2 separate regions of the Hordeum vulgare genome follow, and region 2 is linked to region 1. Evidence: chromatin contacts called from public Hi-C data. All regions are on one chromosome and are shown on one strand. The core of a region is the stretch at or near the end of the contact, and the rest is flanking DNA. Distances in the headings are between cores, read along the strand shown.

Region 1 (6,793 bases), core at 833-3,332:
ATGATGCGCAACATTATTCATTTCAATCAATTAGCGAATCAGGTAATCCCACTTTCTGTGACCTTTTTTGTCCCTACAGCTTAAGATTTGCACAATCAGATTAGATGTTTCAACATGAAAGTATGGAGTTAGGAAGGTTGCCCTTTTCGTCTAAAGTTTGATTTGGTTCCATTGGGAAGGTTTCCTTTTTCATCTAAAGTTTTATTTTACCGAATCTTGATCAACGGGATTATTGCGGAAATGGTTAATTCTTGGTGTTCAATGGTCCCAGTAACAATTATTATATCATGCTTTATTCTGTCCTTAATCCCACGTCAGTATCTATTTTAGTACATGGGTTATATCAAGTAGGCCTAAAAAGGGTACCGTTAGTTACACTTTACCCAGTACCCCAGTTGTTTAGCACCAGAAGCCACTTGCACAAATCCCAGGTTAAAGTGAAATTTAGTTGCAATTTTCTTAATGATCAAAAAATCATTGACATCAACCTCTGGTCTGTTTGAGTTTACTTCCATGCCTCACCGATTTGAGCTTTGATGTGCCCTCATCATGCTAACACTCCGTGTCAGAGCTGTGGCAGTGATTATAACTTGATGAGCAGGCCTGGGTTATAGTTAGGCAACTTTGGACTAAAATATGTACATTTTTGTTTTTTAGAAGAATATACATTTTTGGTAATAGCACAAACATTTAGGTTTAGATGTAACTGAGTGCCTGTTTGGTTCGTGGTTAACTTTGCCACGCTTTGGCTTGCCTTACGGAATCTTGCCACTCTTTGTGTATATTGACACGTGGGACTTGTTTCTTACAAAAAGAATCTCGCCTTAGGTGTGGCTATAAAATCAAACAACCACCTAACTTGGTCAAACTTGCCTAATTTGGGGTTTTGGCTAGGAACCAAACAGCCCTTACTCAAGTACTCCCTCTGTAAAGAAATATAAGAGCGTTTAGATCACTGTTTTAGTGATCTAAACACTCTTATGTTTGTTTACGGAGGGAGTAGAATATTAGCATCGGCTAGCCTGGCAATGAGATGGAACTTAAACTAAATCCATTCTACTTAAACTAAATCCATTCTATAAAGGTGCATAGTGCATGAAAAGGAAATAAAGTAGCCAGTCAAAAAGACCTGGATGTTTTGAGAAAATGAATGGTGATAGGCGCTTATTGTACAGCTGACATATGAAGTATTTATAGACTCATCTCTTACGTAAACTATTTTCATTTACTGGAACCAAGTTTCTTTTATTAGTACAAGTGGTGGAGTTATTTCCATCATCATAAAGGAAATATGCAAACATGTAAAAGTTTGCTTCTTAATCTTAATATGTGTATGCTTGTTTTGCAGGCTGTGGAGCGAGCAGCCAATGCTGATGGACACAAGATAACCTACGCCGTCGTAAAGAGTCGCATGGGTGATCTATTTTACCGCCTTGTGTAAGTATTCCAGTCTATATTCAAATTGATACTTATTTGTATCGTCCCTATTTAATAAATATTTAGTGAGAACAAGAAATACTTATACTTTGTTTTTTGTACTTGACAGATCCCAAAAGTTCGAAGACCCCGCAGAAGGCGAAGACGTCCTTGTCGCGAAATTCCAGAAGTTATACGACGACCTTACCGCCGGGTTCCGCAACCTAGAAGACGAGGCTAGGTAAAAGAAAGAAGAAACGTTGTGTATGGCCACCGTGTAAACAATAAGGAGCACCAAATGCTGTGAACGACTTGCGAGCAATTTGCTTTTGCTTCACCGGAGTTTGTGTAGATGCGAATTACGTTTCAGGATCCCCTTTTTTTGCGACAGACAGACAGCCTTGTTTTTTCAGGATTTTACATTATTTGGTCTCCAGCGCCAGGATGCAAGCCATTATTTTTCCCCATGTGTACCATTATTTGTTGTAAGAAGATTGAACACCGGTGGACATGTTCATAGTGGAATAAGCACGATGTCCATCTACTTGAACATCAATAATGTCTATATTCATATTTATTTTTGCCAGTATTCTTCCATTGTGATTTACAGTACTATTTCAGGCCTCTCGATTGGTAACATTATCTGCAAAAGAACTTTGCTTATGTACACCCCAGTGGTCCAGTACCCCACTAGAGGTTGTACGGATTCGATGCAAATTGAAGGTGGAGATTACAAGTGAACCATTCAAAGAAAAAATGGTAATATAGTACGTTGATGTGTGATTATGAATATTGTACGGCAATGAACCTAGTAACCAACTCAGCCGCCGCCTCAGTGCTCCTCTTCCTCACCCTAATTTAAATTTTCTTAGAGCATCTCCAACAGAGCGGTGACGGGAAAACCGCGCGCGGGAACCGCTTGCGCGCGCGCGAAAAGGCGGCAGCTCGCGCGCCGCTCCCTCGCGCCATCGTTCTGCGCTCTCTCTTCCTCTGCCTCTCGCGACGCCGCCGCCGCCCGCCGCCCCACAGCGCCGCCACCGCTCCAGCGCGCCGCGCCGCCGTTCTGCGTCGGGCTACCGCGGCGTCCGCCAGTGCCCCAACGGCGGGTTCTACGCCGAGATACGCTCCGGCGATCTCCGGCTTAGCCTCGGAACCTACGACACGGCGCACGAGGCCGCCCGGGCGTTCGACGCGGCGGCGTGGCGCCTAGGCAGGCCGCGTCTCTAAATGAACTTTCCGGACGTCCACACGCTCCAGCAGGCGTTAGACCTCGCCCCGCCGCCTCGTCTAAACTCCGCACAAGACCGTGCGGAGCACACTGCGCTGCAGCGCCGCCTCCTCGTCGCCCAGGAGGACGAGCGGGTCATGGCGGAGTGGCGCCGGCGCCACCCAGAGGACGTCGCCTACGAGTAGGAATATTGGGCAGGACGCCGCGAGGAGGACACGCGCCGGCGCCGCGAGGAGCGGTTGGACAGGCGTCGTCGGAAGGCATTGACGTGTGCGCAGGCCGACCTCGTCAATGCAGGCGGGAGGTCCTTCTTCACTGAAGAAGATGAGCGTTGGTTTGACATCTGGCTGTCAACCTCTGACGACACCAACGACGATGATGATGGTACAGATGACTGGAGCGACTAGGATTAGTTTTTTTGTTTCCGAACTATCTAGCACCGAACTATCTATCTATGTTTTCGAACTACCTATCTAGTTACAATCTATCTAAAATAACTTTGTATCCTTTTTATTTAATGCAATCTACTTTTAAAAAATGTTGTGCGCGTGCTGCATTTTTGGGCACTGCTGGAGCGGCGCGCGCGCTGCATTATAGCGCGGCTGTTGGAGCCAGCGCCTATCCCTGCGCTAAACCAGCCAGCGCGCGCGCTGTAAATACATTTTTTAGGCGCGGCGCGAAGCGCGGCTGTTGGAGATGCTCTTAGGTTTTTGCTTCTTTGACGATATCAGTCCTCCTTTTCCTCAGCCTAATTTAAATTTTCTTAGGTTTTTGCTTCTTTGACGATATCGACATCTTCTTTTGTGTTGTTTTGTGGCTTGACCTGGTTTTTTAACACTCACAACTGGTGATAATGAATTGCAAACCTGTTCTGCGTGGGGTTATGCTCCCGATGCCGCTTCAACAATTTATAGATCTCGTCTTCATGAACGAGTGACTATTGCGGTCTTGAAAGTCAGACATAGCAAGGACGTTTGGTGTCGTTTCTCATTTGTTGTTTGGTCAGTGGAGTTTTCAATCTCTGCCGGACGGTGTACAATCGGAGAAATAGAAAGACTAATGCGTTTTTTAATCTAATCTTACTTCATTAATCGTTTTACGTCTAGTTGTTATTCTTATTGGGCTTTTATCTTCATCGATATTAATCATATCTAAGTTGCTTTTATTCAATGAAGTATGTTCAGTACTCTTGATCTGCATGCTAGTATGTCTTTTTAGATTTTTTTTAAAAGAAGGATTACCCCGGCCTGGAAGATGCATGCAACCATTTTATTAATTATTCGTAAAGACGTTATAAAGTAATACACCACAAAGTTTGAAGTCATCATCTTAGAAACATATGTTGCTACTATTATCAACTTGATGAAGGGATGTTGATAGTCTGAGCCTAATACCAAACGGACATCACACAAATGACTAACATTTAAAACCGGATGCCCAACCAAGCCACATAATGGGTTTGGGACGCAAAGTCGCAAACGGTCCGATGCACTCTCATATATCGTCGCAGCCAACTTCCATTGATCCTTCTTCGGAGCAGGTACTGAGCATCAACCTTGCCAGGATTGTCGTCGACGCTCCCACGACGCCAGACAACGCCTCCTCCCCGCACGCGTTCGTCATCACACATCCGACGCCGAGCCCTGCCGCCAAGACTCCACGTCATCGATGCGTTACACGGAATGCCGCTCCATCACTGGAACCGTCCACGAGTCCCTCAAGCCAATGCACACCTTCAAGAATGACGTCCCAATGGGAGGGAATGACACAAATGTGTCGCCGTCATCCGACTGATCTTGGGTTTTCCCTGAAGGCAGCGGAAGGAGTTGGGAGCTTCACCTTGATGGTGCCTTCAAGAAGAAAACGACGCCGAGGGCGTCACCATCATCAGCTCCGGCCATCGATCGGAGACCAGGTTTTCACCCGGATCTGTCCCATGAACATCCAACCGACACCATATGCATCGTCCAGACCACCTTCAAAGCCCCAGATCTGGCCACCCACATCCGGCGACCATCCACAACAACACTGCCATCGTGAAAGCCGTGTGCCACCACTGGAGTCTGGGAGGACGGCTGCCACCCCACTTCGCCAAACCGCGAGAGCCATCGGAAGGAATCCCGCACACTCGTCACCGTCGCTGATCCAATCTAATCCAGTGCCAAAGTCACCATATCGTCGACGCAAATCCGTCTTAAACAGGAAAACCGCCACGCCATGCTTTTTTTAGGTAACCGTTGAGATTCGTGTAAACCCTTAACGTTTGCAAAAAGGATTACGTTGACATGTGCTGTCACAAGAAATATCATTTTTCTTTTTGTAAACAGACACAACAAAGTAGTCAGAAAGGTCACTAGCATAAAAGTCAGCATTTATCGGCAGATGTTAATTAATACAGTATATAACACAAAGTTAATCATGGTGCGTGGTAGAAACGGCACGGTGGTGATTCACCATGGCTTGAATTCAACCGTCCGGGGGAGACCGTTTTGGACGCAGATGGATGGTTTGTTGGGAGAAAGCGAAGACGGATCATGGATGGATGGATGAATGGATGGACGGATTGGGAGGAGGAGCAGCAGCAGCGAAGGTCTGAAGGATCCACCCACCGACCAGGCCAGCCTGACCCGGCTTTGTCTCTGGTCACATCCCTGCCTGCTTGGACGCTTGCCTGCCTGCTAGTGGAACAGCTGAGCCGGAAGCCACTTTGGTTCGTTCTCGGCTGAGGATGTTGTGCATGCACATGCACACCCATCCAGGATGGATGGATGCGTGCGTGAGCCTAGAAAGAAGGAGCCCAGCACTGTTCTTGTTTTTGTTTCTGTTTCTTGGTCTAGTACGTGGATGGCTTGTATTGGCAGCTGGTCCACATGAGAATGTGCCGGGGATTTGCACATGGAACCCTTCCTGTTCGCACATGGACCGCCGGAGTTAGCACGGGATTTTTCGCTTCAAATTCTGCGAGTGGGAGGGCAGGTACCTTAGAGTATCTACATACCCGTCTGAAACGATTGGGCAGGCCGTCCGGCTGGATCATAAAAAATAAACTCAGTCCGACATTTAAAGCTGGTCTCAAACGTTTGCACACACCCCTCATATTCAGTTCAAATATAAAACGGATATGGGGAATCCGGGCGCGCTCGACCATGTCTGCCACGTCGGCCTAACGACGGGTACCACACGGACTCATCCGGAAACCCGATGGTCCGACGGGCTCCTCTGTTAAACAAGATATATAGAATAGGACTCTTGTTAATCTCTAGTTTAAATTATTCTCTTCAACTCGTGATGTACTTGGACGCATCCTTGCGATAGTCCACAACTTGTAAGCCATGGCAAACCTCCTATATATTCAGATGCAGGCCGGACGAGGAGTTTAACGCTTCCAACCAAATTCTACATGATAGTCAGAGCATCTTCCTCTTAGATTAAAGGAGATTGCATCTAGCTACCGAAAGTTCATGTCTTCCACCGCGTCCACGCTAGCCATCGCTCCCAACACGCTCGTCATGGCTTCCTCCTCCACCTTTGCGCCCTCCAGCAGCACCTCCACCATCACTCTCGGTTCTCCACCATCACAGAAGCTCACGAGGAGCAACTTCCTGCTATGGAAGGCCATCGTGCTGCCCCAGATAAAGGGTGCACAAATGGAACGCTACCTCGACACGAAGAGTCCGGTTCCTCCGGCCACACTAACCTTCACCAAGGACGGGAAGGAGGAGCAGGTCGTCAACTACGCTCACTCCCTCTGGTTCGCACAACAGCAGCAACTCCACGGGTACCTAATGGGATCCCTCTCCCGTGAGATACTCGCACAAGTCGTGATGCTTTAGACACCGACTGAGGTATGGAGTGCAATTCATGTTGTCTTTGCTTCCCAAACCGCTGCTCAATCCATCAACACGAGGATTGCGCTCTAGAGTCTGCAAAAAGGTAATCTAACCATGGTAGAATATCTTGCAAAGATTAAAGCTCTCACAGATGAGATCGCCTGTGCTGGTCCTCCGCTCAGCGATGCGGAGATCACCTCCCACATCCTCGTCGGCCTCGACATTGACTACAACCCTGTGGTGTCGGCGCTTGCTGCACGGATCGAGCCGGTCACGGTTCAGGAGCTGTATAGTCAACTTCTAAGCTTCGATGCTCGCC
Region 2 (7,186 bases), core at 1,676-4,175, 56 kb after region 1:
CCGCCTAAGGCTGCCTCGTAGTTTTAGTTCTTTTATGTTTAATTAATGTAATGCGGACGCGTGGACTCTCGCCGGTCTTCGTGGCCGGCTTTTAATGTTTAATTATGCTTGTTTATTATTTTTATAAATACTTTATATATTTTTTGCACGTCGGCAAAAATGGATCGGGTCAGCGTTGAACGCATGCGCCGACCCAAACGGCGAAACGAACATTGATGTCTGCTGGGTCGATCCAAACGTACAAAAAAACGATAAAATGACCATCCATTTGGGTCGATTGGTTGGAGTTACTCTAATATTTTGATCTTTTCCGCAAAAGCTTAAAATACGTGCACAATTTTCCGATTGTTTTCCTGGCCGACGTGGCCTTCTCGTATCTCGGACTACGCGTTGCGGGGTAGGGCGTCTGGGGGGTAGCAGCTGAGCCGCGTGTCCGGCCGTCCGACCGTGCGAATATGCTCATGCATCTAGCCATCCCGCCACTTTTGTACCTTTGCAGCAGCATTCACCATGTAGAGTACGTCTAGTACTTTTGCTTTTGTACCAAAAAGGGCGTACCCAGCAAGCAAGGATGAGTGCCAAAGCAAAGTTTCCCGTCTTTTGATTGCATGCAAAGTTTTTATGGTACAAAACACAAACCTCAGTCTACCATCCTTTTAGATAACACAGAGAAGCAGTAGTAGTGGCAGCAATGCTACATCTACGTAAACTTACGTGAGCATTTTACGTAAAAGCTGATGTGTAGGTCATTAATTGGATCAACATTAGTGGTTGGGTCCCACCTTGGTTGAAATCATGGGGCTGATTTGTTAGAGATGAAAAGTTTACGTAGCCTTAAGTAAGACGTACGTAGGTTTAGCATTTTTGATAGTAGTGGTATGTTCTAAGAAGGGGACACCACCAAGTAGGATAAATAAAAGACGAGTGGTAAAGCAAAGTTTTATCTGTCTCTTTATTGCAGGCAAGGATATTAGGAGTACAAAATGTGGCGATAACGAGTTCTTTCATAGACAACATAATTGATGATCAACAACGCCATGCTATGCTGTAAAGGAAAAAAAACGTAAAATCATTGTTATTCACAATCTTTCTTGCAGTGAGTATCTACTCCCGTTGATGAACAATATCAATTCAATAAAGATAGCAAACGAAATTGAAAGTTTAAAACATTTTTTTACATGAAGGACGAACAAATTCTTTATGCGCCTGCTAAATTTCATGACCACCTGGCATTGGGAGTGTTGGGTTTAATCTCACATTGATTGTATTAGGAGACATAACATGATTTATAAAGACGCGGTGTCTCTTTCTATCAGACTAGTCATTTTAGGGGAAGAAGGCCAAGGCCTTTCATAAGTCGGTGATCCCCTCCTGCCAGGCTAGTCTTTTATGGGCATAGGGCTCGAAACTTCTCATAAGTCCGTGTTGCTTTCTTGTTGGGCCTTGAGAGTTATGGACAAAAAAATAATGCTTTGAGAAAATGTTTGAAATTTTCAGCTTTGAAGCACTAATTTTATTTTATATATCCCAAGCTCCCCTGCTGCCCTATGGTCATGAAACTTTGCAGGCACATAGATAATTTATTCATCTTTCATGTAAAAGAAGTTTCAGTTTTGTTTCGATTTTACTAGCTAATGAGCTCGAATCAACTACGACATGTTCTAAAGCCATATTTGGTGAGAACTAATGTTCTTGGCCTTTTTCTTTTCTTGCAAGAAACTATTGTTCTTAGTCTTTGTATCTATATATGCTCATGCTATTGGTACGACCGAGTACTTCAAGAAACCCCAACTCTATTTATTCTTAATGTCACAAGGTTAGCTGTTGAATTCCATTAATCAGAAGGGGCGGTACACGAGACCGTTGAAACCCAAATCTAGAAGCTTGAGGGCAAGGACAATCGTTGTGAGAAGGACATGTACAATGTCATGATATCAACTCTCTTACGAGAAGTGGAGTTCCAATGCTAAGCCTTGAACCACTAGATCATCTCCCTTTGCATAATCTGAATAGTAGCATCCTTTATGAACAAACATTTGCCCATAATTCACCACCGAACTTCTCTTTTTTGTTGTTTTCCCAACCTACATTTGCAAGCTTGGATTATTGCGCTATGGTAAGCAAACCTTGTGTTGATCTACATGTTTTTTAAAATACCGATAACAAATTTGTTGCGCTCTATGGCTTGTGAAACCATGTATTACATTTGTTCGAAAAGTTATATCCCAAGAGCCATTTTTTCGGGGGAGCTAACTAATAATCTTGCTCTTGGTATTTATCCAAGGGATATCGGTAGGACCAGATAACTTCAAATAGAAACATTTGTCTTCCCCCCCCCCTCTCAATGCCAATGGAGGGGCCGCCAAGTTCTATCAGTTATAAAGAGTTTCGATCGTAAGAGGAGAGATGCCGAATCCCGTTACCTCACAAGAGACGGTACAAAAGGACCGAAGAAACCTAAATTTAGAATCTCGAGTGCTTGCCCCCCTCCCCCCCCCCTACATCGCCTTTCATCGAAAATTCGAAACGAGCACGCGTGGAGCCTGATGCCACCTGGATCGATGAACGAAAACCGACAATGGGTGGGAGACCAACACGCCGGCCCAAATGATATTATGTCGGCCATCTCCCCTGCATAACATTTCTTTTAATTATAAAAAATAATCAGAAAATAAACTAATGAAATAGAACTAAATAAATACGAAGTAGATACGAGTAATAAAATTGCAGATGGACGCGCTGCGACGCAAGAAAACGGAAGCTGAGGGGCGGGGTCGCGAAAAACCACACGCCGGCCTCCAGGCGCAGAGAGAGACCATTGCGTCCATTTGGAAGCAAGCAAGGCAGGCAAGGAAAGGAAAGCCGGTGGAAAGCTCCGGGCAGTAGTAGTATTAACTCATCGCATCACATGTTTACAATTAGTGCCGCTTCCAGCTTACTATACTCGTACTACTTAATCCCCTGATTTATATATCTCTCTCCTCCCCCCCTCGCCTCCTCCTCATCTCCACGACTCCACCTCCACCCCTGCTGCCCGCCCCTCCCAGCCAGCCCACCCGATCCCATCGCCGCGCCGCCAGCCCCAGATCCGCCGCCCGCCCGCCGCCGAGCTCGTACACGCGGTAAGCTCCCCCTCTCCGTACCCGCCGGCCGGCCCGCCTCCCCTCCCCCCGCCGCGCGCCTGCTCTGCTCTGCTCCGCTCCGCGCATTGGGCTTGGTCGCCGGCCGTCCGGCCCCGCGCGTCTCGTTGCGCTTGGTTTCCCACCACGCTGCTGCCGCCGCCGTGCCCTCCAAGACTTTGACTTTTTGCGCGAGCTGCGCGGGGAGCGACTTCAGTTGGGTTCCGCGCCCGCGCGTTTCCGTTGGGCGGGCGCGCGGGGTGGCCGGCCGGGGGGGACCGGTTTGTTTTGGATCGAGCTCCAAATGCGGCGGCGGCGCGGCCAGCGGGGATCGGGCGGCGATTCGGTCAGAGTTTGACTTTTTCCCTCCCCAGCCGCCGCCGTGGTGGACTCGACCCGCGCTCCCTGCCTTTTTCCCCCTTCTCTCTCGCGTGTGGTGGAATTCGCCTGATTTGGACTGGTGGATCACCTACCCAACCCCGGGCCAATCGCGCGCCCGGCTCGGGAAGGCAGGCAGCGCCTTCCGCTTCCGGGAGCTCAGCGTAGCCTCTAGCGGAGCGGTGCTGTATTTCTTTTGCTTTCGCTGGGTCGTCTCACCACTTGCCATATCTGAATCACGTGTACGCGCGCGCGCGCATTGGAATTTGCGGTGCAGTGCTAGAGCAGCCGTCAGGTAGCCGGGGTGCTGCTGGCCTGCAGGACCCCGGTTCTGCCTAGATCGCCGTTGAGCTGGCTAGATTGTTACTACTTCATCACGATCTCTTGCGTCAGCGCTGTGCTTACCTTGTGTGTTGTAAATGCAGGGGAAGGGGTGACGAGACAGCTGCCTGTGGTGTAGCAGCGGCCTTCCCACCGAAAAATAACCCGAGCTTTCAGATGATCCAAAGATGGTGAGGAGCTGAGAGTACCTAGAGATTGGCAGTGGGGGCTGTGGGGCAGCAAGGACATGACTGTCATGCCACCTGCGCGCCATCGGCCCGCGGCCAAGAGACCCATGTGGATAATCGTGCTCTTGTGCCTCGTCTGCGTCGTGCTGATCGGGGCGTACGTGTACCCGCCGCGGCACTACTCGCAGTGCTACCTCTCCGCTTCCAGCGTTTGTACACCTTTCAAGGACTGGCTCCCGTCCATCGGCCGCCGGGAGCGGACCGATGACGAGGTCATCTCAGCCGCTGTTATCAGGGATATCCTTGGAATGCCCATGTCCACGTCCAAGAGTCCAAAGATTGCTTTTATGTTCTTGACGCCTGGCTCATTGCCCTTTGAGAAACTGTGGGAAAAGTTTTTGCAGGTTTGCCTGATTTCACCTCTTGTCCTTGTGCAATTTTAAGGAGTATAGTTCAATTAAGGTTTCTTTGGGTTTTCATTAACTGAGATGGTGCCAGGGTATCATCAAATATTTTCCAGTTATTATACAAATAGAACTATTTGGGTCGCTGAGAAACAATCTAGCACTTGACCATTATTTTCAGTAATAAATGCATACAGTTCAGATATGTTAGCTTCACGCCAGCATTCATTTTTGAACGGTTGGCATGAAGATATACTTTATCTGCATATATAAGTGAATTATAAGTGATCCTCTTGACCAAGTCAATAATGCTATCATGCTATCATGCACTTTTCACTATAATCTCGTACCTCCATGCTACTAACTGTATCTGCATGTCTACATGAAGTAATGTTGTCTATTGTTTATATAATTCATGTGAACCTAAAACAAAATCACTTTGATACACAGGGTCATGAGGGAAGATACTCCATCTATGTGCACGCGTCGCGTCAGAAGCCGGTGCATTCTAGTTCTCTCTTTGTTGGCAGAGATATTCATAGTGATGCGGTAACAATTCTCATTTGTCCTTCAGTTCTTCGTAAATTTGCATGTGTGTTTTACATAAACGATGTGCTTTCACTGAGGAGATTTCTCAAGTACAATTTCTCTGTTATATCTTTAAAGCTTATGTTCCGAAGAAAATTCTCCCTCTCAATGAATGAAGAATATGTTAGTGACTCAACTGATTGATATTGATGCCATCTGAAACTTTTGTTTTCATTAATGCGTTCACTCCATGGAAGGAGCAATGAGCAATGGTTAAACAGTGAGCTCATATTGATATAGTTGAGACTTGAGAACATAACTTGACCAAGATCGCTTGCATTAAAGAGTGCTAGTATCATATCATTCCCAATTTCCCATGGCATGCTATGCCAGAAATATGGGTTCTTTGGAGAAGTAGTGTGTTGCATTGCTTGTATCCTCAAGGCCAGTCTTAGTATCATGAGATATAGATCTTCTGACTTCTAAAGACCACTATTAGCAGTTTGGATTGAGATGCTGAAAAATCTTAGTCTACTAATTTTGCAAATTGAGGAGCTTTGTGCATTACATGTTGTTTAGGTTTATTTCTAACAATTATAACATAGGTTTGATGTTGCATGTTTGTGCTTGTCAAAATTGAGCAGAGTATGTATTTGCTTTGCAGGTTGTATGGGGAAAGATTTCAATGATAGATGCAGAGAAGAGGCTATTAGCAAATGCGCTGGAAGACGCTGATAATCAATTTTTTGTCTTGCTTTCTGATAGGTCTGAATTCTTGATTATGAATGATTTCCTTCTTTAGAGATTATTTCACCGTACTGAAATCAGTATTTACTATCTCTCGCAGCTGTGTTCCTCTTCATTCATTCGACTACGTCTTTAATTACCTGATGGGAACAAACATTAGTTTCATTGATTGGTAAGAGTACTGGAACTTGTATTTCATTACCATTTTGAAAAATAAGGGAAGTAAAGGGGAATTAGTGAAACAAGTGGCACTGGCCAATATCACAAGGACGTTGTTTATTAGTTTATACATTGTTCTATCACTTTTAGATGTCCATGTCCATGCATGTTGATTTTCGTCCGCATTTATTGCCATTTTGTAGTTTCCAGGATCCTGGTCCACATGGAAATGGAAGGTATTCTCTTGAGATGCTTCCTGAAATAGAGGAGAGAGACTTCAGAAAGGGTGCCCAGGTACATATTTTTGTGAAGTTGTTTCCTTATTGTTGTTGTTATTGCGATGGTATTAGTTTGCTATATTATATTCCATCCATTCCAAATTCATGCTTTAACCAACGATTAACTCGATAATATGTAGTTTATTGTACGAAACATAGACATCATCAGATCCGTATTCAAAAGCACTTTCATATGATTGTGATTTCATAACCACACCTTGTATTTTGAAATGGAGGCAGTATAGTACTTGTGGGTCCACCGTTTGTTATTTTAGTTGTATATTATTTGTTTTCAGTCTCTCCATGGTACAAAGCTGACTTGTTGAGAAATCGGTTATTGAGTATCAGAATCCAATCTCACATGCTCTCTCTTGTGTAATTGTTTCTCTTGTTATAGTGGTTTGCAATCACGCGAAGACATGCTTTACTGATTCTGGCGGACAACCTTTACTACAAGAAGTTCAAGCTATATTGCAAGGTGTGTTTCTTTTCTAGACTGCTATCTTTGGTTAATAGATTGGAGATATACCAGATATTTTAATAGGTAATACACATACAGTGTTAGATGTATTCAACTCTGCATATATGTTTTAATATAAAGGCCAGAGTTGTCACGAAACTGGAGTACAGAAATTCAGAATTCTGTAGTTACCTCTAATTGGCAAATAATGAACTGAAGAATAGTTTTGATAACCACTTCCATGAACATCAGAAAATCAATGTGCAAACTCTATTGCAAAGTTTTTTTTTCTTTCCTTAGCAACAGATAAAATCTTCTAATAAGCATAATCAGCAAGGGAACTTCATATGTTTCTTGTGTGGAATAAATTGTCTTGGATTCATTTAAGTTATGTGCTTGTTTGGTAGTAATCATTCCTGAAGTCTCAACCAATACTGGAGTTCTCCACTTTTCTAGTTTTCTCTGACATTTTTCTGTTAAGTCGCTTTTTGGGAAGTAATTTATCTATATCATGTGATTTGCAGCCAGCAGATGGGCGCAACTGTATTGCTGACGAGCATTATTTGCCAACCCTATTCAATGTCAGTATCTACAATCTATGGAA

The links. Hi-C and Micro-C count contacts between places; a contact is called where the count stands out from the background.
Region 2: a Hi-C map of leaf shows a contact between it and region 1, with 2.2 times the contacts expected there. The contact joins the promoter of LOC123413528 here to the enhancer-like site in region 1. A contact is called at or near these places in 4 of 6 Hi-C or Micro-C datasets (leaf and seedling) and 1 of 1 datasets of contacts at active chromatin or transcription factors (embryo).

The regions. Positions count from the first base shown.
Region 1 is chr7H:601,775,774-601,782,566 of MorexV3_pseudomolecules_assembly, forward strand. It overlaps LOC123413431 (V-type proton ATPase catalytic subunit A), which reads left to right. Exons shown (of 19, transcript XM_045106366.1): 17 at 1-42; 18 at 1,349-1,437; 19 at 1,547-2,005. The coding sequence ends at 1,661. LOC123414449 (a small nucleolar RNA gene) reads left to right here and starts at 6,652; the gene lies at 6,652-6,787. Within about 2 kb of position 2,083, at least 1 of the 3 cell types and tissues checked has open chromatin away from gene starts, as enhancers often do. A contact at or near this core is called in leaf, where this site is marked.
Region 2 is chr7H:601,831,398-601,838,583 of MorexV3_pseudomolecules_assembly, forward strand. LOC123413528 (glycosyltransferase BC10-like) reads left to right here and starts at 2,926. Exons shown (of 11, transcript XM_045106466.1): 1 at 2,926-3,122; 2 at 3,923-4,410; 3 at 4,861-4,959; 4 at 5,603-5,703; 5 at 5,786-5,857; 6 at 6,048-6,138; 7 at 6,520-6,600; 8 at 7,107-7,163. The coding sequence starts at 4,066.